2 separate regions of the Macaca mulatta genome follow, and region 1 is linked to region 2. The links are chromatin contacts, called in public Hi-C maps. All regions are on one chromosome and are shown on one strand. The core of a region is the stretch at or near the end of the contact, and the rest is flanking DNA. Distances in the headings are between cores, read along the strand shown.

Region 1 (3,175 bases), core at 185-2,684, 43 kb before region 2:
AACATGAAAAACGCTTATGATGTAAGGCAAAGTGGAAAAGTGTATAACATTGTATGCGTGTGTTTGTATAGTACACTTTCACAGAACAAAGGCTAAAAAGGAAAAAAATTTAAATGTGAACCATGTTTGAGTGGTATGAGAGATTTTTTCCATCCCCTATATTTTTCTTTTTCTTTTTTTTGAGAGGGAGTCTCGCTCTGTTACCCAGGCTGGAGTGCAGTGGTGTGATCTTGGCTCAAACCTCCGCCTCCCGGGTTCAAACCATTCTCCTGCCTCTGCCTCCCGAGTAGCTGAGATTACAGGCGCCTACCACCACGCCCGGCTAATTTTTGTATTTTTAGCAGAGACGGGGTTTCACCATGTTGGCCAGACTGGTCTCGAACTCCTGACCTCAGGTGATCCGCCCGCCTCGGCCTCCCAAAGTGTTGGGATTAGCGGCATGAGCCACCCACCGCTCCTGGCCAATCCTCTATATTTCTATTTGAACCTTAAAAAAAGAAATAAATAAAAGACAAAATCAACTCTTTAGCGGAGCAGCGGTGAGTCCTATTCTCATGATATGCCCGGGGCTTGAAGACAGAGGGAGGGAAAGCTTCTGGGACCTCACGTCAGAGCGACTCTGCTCTGCTTCAAAGCGTCCCCTCTTAGGCCGGGCGCGACGCCTCACGCCAGTAACCCCACTTTCGCAGGCCGAGGAGCGAGGACTCCTTGAGCCCAAGAGTTCGAGACCAGCCTGGGCAACAATAGTGAGACCCCCCCCCCCGTCTCTACAAAAAGAAAAACTTTTTTTAATTAGCCAGGCGTGGTGGCCGCGCCTGTGGTCCCAGCTGCTCGGGAGGCTTAAAGTGGGAGGATCGATTAAGCCAGAGTTCGAGGCTGCAGTAAGCCGTGTTCGCGCCGCTATACTTCAGCCTGGGCGGCAGAGACCCTTTCTAAATAATAAATAAGTAAATAAGTAAGGCGCAGCCTCTTCACTCCCAATTCCCTCCGTCTTTCCCCGCTCCGCCTTCTCGAAGCCGGATCCTCGGCGGCCCACCCCTCCCCCACGCCAGGGGCCGGGAACTGCGGGTGCGCGGGGCGGGAGCCGGGAGGCCCTAGGCGCGGCCGACACGTGGGGAGGGAGGCCGCGGCCCAGGAGGCGGGCCCGGAGTGGGTGTGGGTGTGTCCCTGCGTGGGAGAAACCAACCCCTGCCTCCTCCGAAGCGCCACGTTCCTGCACCGCTTGTCGGGCCCGGGCGATCGGAAATCAGTCCCCACGCCCCGGACCCCCTCCTGGAGGGACAACGAACACAGACGCGGGACGGCTCTGGCCGCCGCCCGAGCCGCCCCGCGCCCCCGCGCCTGCTAGCGCGTCACCCCCGCCCCGGCGCGGTGGTAGGGCCCGGCGCGACGTCACCCATTGTTTACAAATCAGCCAGAGCCGGCAGGATTCCGGCTCCCGCGGCGGCAGTCGCGCGGCTCGAGTTCCTGGCGGGCTCCGGCTTCCGCGTCCGCCCCTGCCCCGGCTTCTCCCGCAGCCCCGCGCCCGCGGGCAACCAAGCCCCCAGCGACGCCCGCACAGCTCCGGGTGTCAGGACTGGGGGCCATGCCGTGCCGGAGGGAGGAGGAAGAGGAAGCCGGCGAGGAGGCGGAGGGGGAGGAAGAGGAGGAGGACAGCTTCCTCCTGCTGCAGCAGTCGGTGACGCTGGGCAGCTCGGGCGAGGTGGACCGGCTGGTGGCCCAGATCGGCGAGACGCTGCAGCTGGACGCGGCGCAGGACAGCCCGGCCTCGCCGTGCGCGCCCCCGGGGGCGCCGCTGCGGGCCCCGGGGTCCCTGGCTGCGGCGGTGCCGGCGGACAAGGCCCGGCCCCCGGCGGTACCGCTACTCCTGCCGCCTGCATCGGCTGAAACGGTGGGCCCGGCGCCCCCTGGGGCCCTGCGCTGCGCCCTGGGGGACCGCGGCCGCGTGCGGGGACGCGCCGCTCCCTACTGCGTGGCCGAGCTCGCCGCAGGCCCCAGCGCGCTGCCGGGGCCGTGCCGGCGAGGATGGCTCAGGGACGCGGTCACCTCCCGCCGCCTGCAGCAGCGACGATGGACCCAAGCCGGGGCACGCTCCGGCGACGACGACCCGCATCGGCTCCTGCAGCAGCTGGTGCTCTCGGGAAACCTCATCAAGGAAGCCGTGCGGAGGCTCCAACGAGCCGTCGCCGCGGTTGCAGCCACGGGCCCCGCAAGCGCCCCTGGGCCCGGGGGAGGCTGCAGCGGACCCGACCCCATTGCCCTGCAGCCCTCAGGCTCCTTGCTCTGACCCAGGCCTCCTGGAGGAGAAAGTGGAGGCCGTTGCGTAGACCCAACAGCGTCCAGTTCCTACTAACTATGAGCTGAAACCGACGTCGCCAGCCTGGGAGCGACCACTTTGGCTGCGGGGAGGCGCGTGGGGAGAGATCTCAAGCCGCGAGAAGTTACCAGCTGCGGCGAGGCCGTCGGAGAAAATTTAAGCGTGGAGAAATGCGTGCGCCAGGGTGCGTCCGTGGGGCATGAGAATTTCCCGGGCCATCCAAGCCCAAGGACCTGGGATAAACTGGGAGAACCATGGCAGCTACTTGCATCGACTTGTACCTCACTTAGCCCTTGGGGGCGTCGTGAGCTTGGATTGTTTAAAGAGGGCTCAGGGGCAGGAATCGCGATGGCTTTATAACAATACTTGAAAACTAACGACACGCATACATTTTCTTTTTTTTTTTTTTTTTTTTTGAGACGGAGTTTCGCTGTGTCGCCCAGGCCGGATCTCAGCTCACCGCAAGCCCCACCTCCCGGGTTTTGTATTTTTTAGTAGAGACGGGGTTTCACCGTGTTAGCCAGGATGGTCTCGATCTCCTGACCTCGTGATCCGCCCGTCTCGGCCTCCCAAAGTGCTGGGATTACAGGCTTGAGCCACCGCGCCCGGCCACATTTTCTTGTTATTTTCCTGTGGAGGAACTTAGTGAAAGTGGTGCTACAATTGCTGTGCAAAGAAATTCCAGAGGGGAGAAGAATGTAAAAGTTTGGTGGTGGGTGGGTTGGCATTGCCCCTTTCTCCCACCGATTCCGTGGCTGGTGAACGTGGGAGATGTGAACTCCAGTTAAGGGACTGGAGGGAGGTGAAGAATTTTGCAGGTGGGAGAGTTGGATATGAATGTGGACTTGTGAATGACTT
Region 2 (3,208 bases), core at 371-2,870:
TTAGCTGGGAACCCTCACATGAAAAAAATAGTCACACAAACTACTATGTAATTGTGAGTTGTGATGTGAACTGTGAAAGAACAGTACAGAGTTCTTTGTGAAAGTTTACTGAGGGAATTGATTTATACAATGGGCGTCATGGGAGGTCTTTGAGTCAGTGACATTTAAGTTTTGACCTGAAAGCCAAAAAAGTGGAAAAATGGTCTAGCCAGAAAAAGCAACACGTACAAAGGCCCTGAGACAGTTGAGAAAGTGAAGCATGTGCAGTACAGTTTAGTAAAAAGGAGGCAGAGTGCAGGGAGAGCCCCAGGTGGCAGGATATCAGAAGGATCAATACAGAAATTTCCTACAAAAGTCCAGCATAGGAAAACAATATGGGAAAAAAATAAAAACCAACAATGCTCAAAATTTACAATGTTCTCACATATGTTGCCTCAATTAATCCCTAGGAGAAGTGTGTGCTGCAGGGAGGACAAGGATAATTATGGTTATTCCTACCATTGAGGATTAAAGTTTAGTTTGGGACAAAGTCATGCAGCTTTTGGTTCCATGGTTCATATCACAGAGGCAAACTCTGTGGGTTCTCTGGGAAGCTGGAAGGGAGTGGGTGTATTGAAGCAGAAATGATCAACTCCAGCCTGGCCAACAGAGTGAAACCCCATCTCTACAAAAAGTACAAAAATTTGCCCTGTGTGGTAGTATGCTGCAATATTGAACTGCGATCCAGCCTGGGAGACAGAGGGAGACCCTGTCTCAAAAAAAAAAAAAAAAAAAAAAAAAAAAAAAAAAAAGGAAAGAAAGAAAGGAAGAAAGAAATGACCTATGGCTGGGGCTATGCTGAGTATCTGAAGAAAGAAGGCTTTGAACTATACGTTTAAAAGCAAGTACTTCTAGGTTGCCACTCCCTGCCTGTGCTTGAGGGATTTCTCTCCGGGTCAAGACAGAGAATAAGTCTTGCATTAAATTAAATTAAATTAATTAATTAATTAATTTATGGCCAGGTGCGGTGGCTCATGCCTGTAATCCCAGCACTTTGGGAGGCTGAGGTGGGAGGATTGCTTGAGCTCAGGAGTTCGAGACCAGCCTGAGCAACATGGTGAAACCCTGTCTCAACGGAAAAAAAAAAATAAAAAAAAATTGTAAAAAATTATTTATTTTCGACTTTTATTTTAAATTTAGGGGGTACATGAGTAGGTTTGTTATTGTGTATACTGTGTGATGCTGAGATACAGGGTACAGAGTCTTGCATTTTAGAACGTGATGAGTCACTTTCAAAGTTGACAGTTCTATAATTCCGTGATTTACATATCAGGGCAAAATTTGAGCATAGGCTGATGATTTCTGACTTGAACCTAAAAGTCTGTGGAATCGGAGGGTTCATCAAAATGAGAAACTACAACTCCCGGCAGGCCTCGGGGCTGGGTAGTCTTCCGCGCCCCTCCCTTTTTTTTCCGCCAGAGCTGGGAACGACCAATGACGGTTAGCCATTTGAATAGACCAATAACACATTAAACGGTTCAGGTTGAGGAGGGGCGGTCGAGTCATCCAATCGCACGGAAGAGGTGAAAACATATTAGCCAATCCAAATATGTGGGGGCGGGACCTAGGTGGGGCGGTGACAGAAGTTTGCTGACGAAGATGGCGACTGAGGCACAGAGTGAAGGGGAGGTACCAGCTTGCGAATCCGGCCGGAGGTGAGCTGAGTTTGGTCCAGTTTCCTGGGAAACGCGGCCTTGGGCTGTTAGTCCTGCCGCCTTTGCCTTGGGTCACGGTGACGCACGGTTCGGGCTTTGTTTCTTTCTCCCATGGCGTTTCTCGCCGTCGCGCCTGCAGGGGCTGAGGCGCGGGGGTCGGGCCTCGGCGCTGGGCTCCAGCCAAGTCTCCCACTCCGTCCTGCCGCTGCCCGAGAGGGCTCCGCCCGCTGCGCTGGCTGCGGACGTCCAGCTGGGGTGGCAGCGCTGATCGCCTTGGCGCCGAGACTCCTCTTGATGGCGAGGAAACGGAAGACTAGGGCTGTTTAGCGAATTCCTCACCGTAACACACAGCTTTTCACAACTTCCCCAAGGCACTTAGTGCATTCAGGTCCGAGCAAGGATTTGAGTGTCAATTGGAAATGGTGTTGAGTCCTTGGGCCAGTTTTTAAACCTGGTCTCGACTTCAGTTTCTTCATCTGCAAAGGGACATGAGGATGCCTATTTCCAAGAGTCAAGATTGAATAAGACAATCTATTTAAAGCTAGCATTGAGCTTAGCCTATAATGACAACTCTACGCGATAGATTTTCTTCTTCCTAGTTGAACAACTAAGGAGCAGATGTGAGACGGATCTGTAGTCCAGGGCATCATGACTTTATTTCCACAGGGTGTTCTTTCCTAAACAGCCACTCCGAGATTTAGCGTTTCCAGGAGAGAATTTCGAGGTGGTGTTGCCTTAGCCTTGAGACCTAAGTTGTCTTAATTGGTTGCAATTTTGTTTTTGGTATAATTCAATAGATTGAGTTTATTTACCTTGCTCCAGCGTAACTCAGTAAAATACTTCGGTTTGGTGTCTTTTGGTTCCATTTGTACCGAATAGGAGATTCCAAGAATCTTGGGAAACTAATGACTTTGTGACCCGACTTCTTCCTGAGCCCAGATGAGCGTGGTTGAGTGTGTTGTTTAAAATATGATACGGGGCCGGGTTTGGTGGCTCACGCGTGTAATCCCAGCACTTTGGGAGGCCGAGGCGAGCAGATCACCTGAGGTCAGGAGTTCGAGACCAGCCTGGCCAACATGATGAAACCCCGTCTCTACTAAAAATACAATAATTAGCTGGGCGTGGTGGTGGGTGCCCATAGTCCCGGCTAGTCTCGAGGCTGAGGCGGAGGTTGCAGTGAGCCGAGATCGTGCCATTGCATTCCACCCTGGATGACAGAGCAAGACTTCGTCTCAAAATAAATAAATAAATAAAAATAAAATAAAATATGATACGCAAGAGTTTTCCACTCTTTTTTTTTTTTTTTTTTTGAGACGGAGTCTCGCTCTGTCGCCCAGGCTGGAGTGCAGTGGCTGGATCTCAGCTCACTGCAAGCTCCGCCTCCCGGGTTCACGCCATTCTCCTGCCTCAGCCTCCCGAGTAGCTGGAACTACAGGCGCCCGCCACCTCGCCCGGCTAGTTTTTTGTATTTTTTAGTAGAGACGGGGTTTCACCGTGTTAGCCAGGATAGTCTC

The links. A called contact is a pair of places that touch in the nucleus more often than the background predicts.
Region 1: a Hi-C map of liver shows a contact between it and region 2, with 2.7 times the contacts expected there. The contact joins the promoter of FRAT2 here to the promoter of ARHGAP19 in region 2. A contact is called at or near these places in 4 of 14 Hi-C or Micro-C datasets (CD4 T cells, cortical neurons, fetal cortex germinal zone and 1 more).

The regions. Positions count from the first base shown.
Region 1 is chr9:109,379,822-109,382,996 of T2T-MMU8v2.0, reverse strand. FRAT2 (FRAT regulator of WNT signaling pathway 2) reads left to right here and starts at 1,434. Exons shown (of 1, transcript XM_028826724.2): 1 at 1,434-3,175. The coding sequence starts at 1,586. The coding sequence ends at 2,287.
Region 2 is chr9:109,337,218-109,340,425 of T2T-MMU8v2.0, reverse strand. It overlaps ARHGAP19 (Rho GTPase activating protein 19), which reads left to right and starts at 1,620. Exons shown (of 12, transcript NM_001266583.1): 1 at 1,620-1,694. The coding sequence starts at 1,639.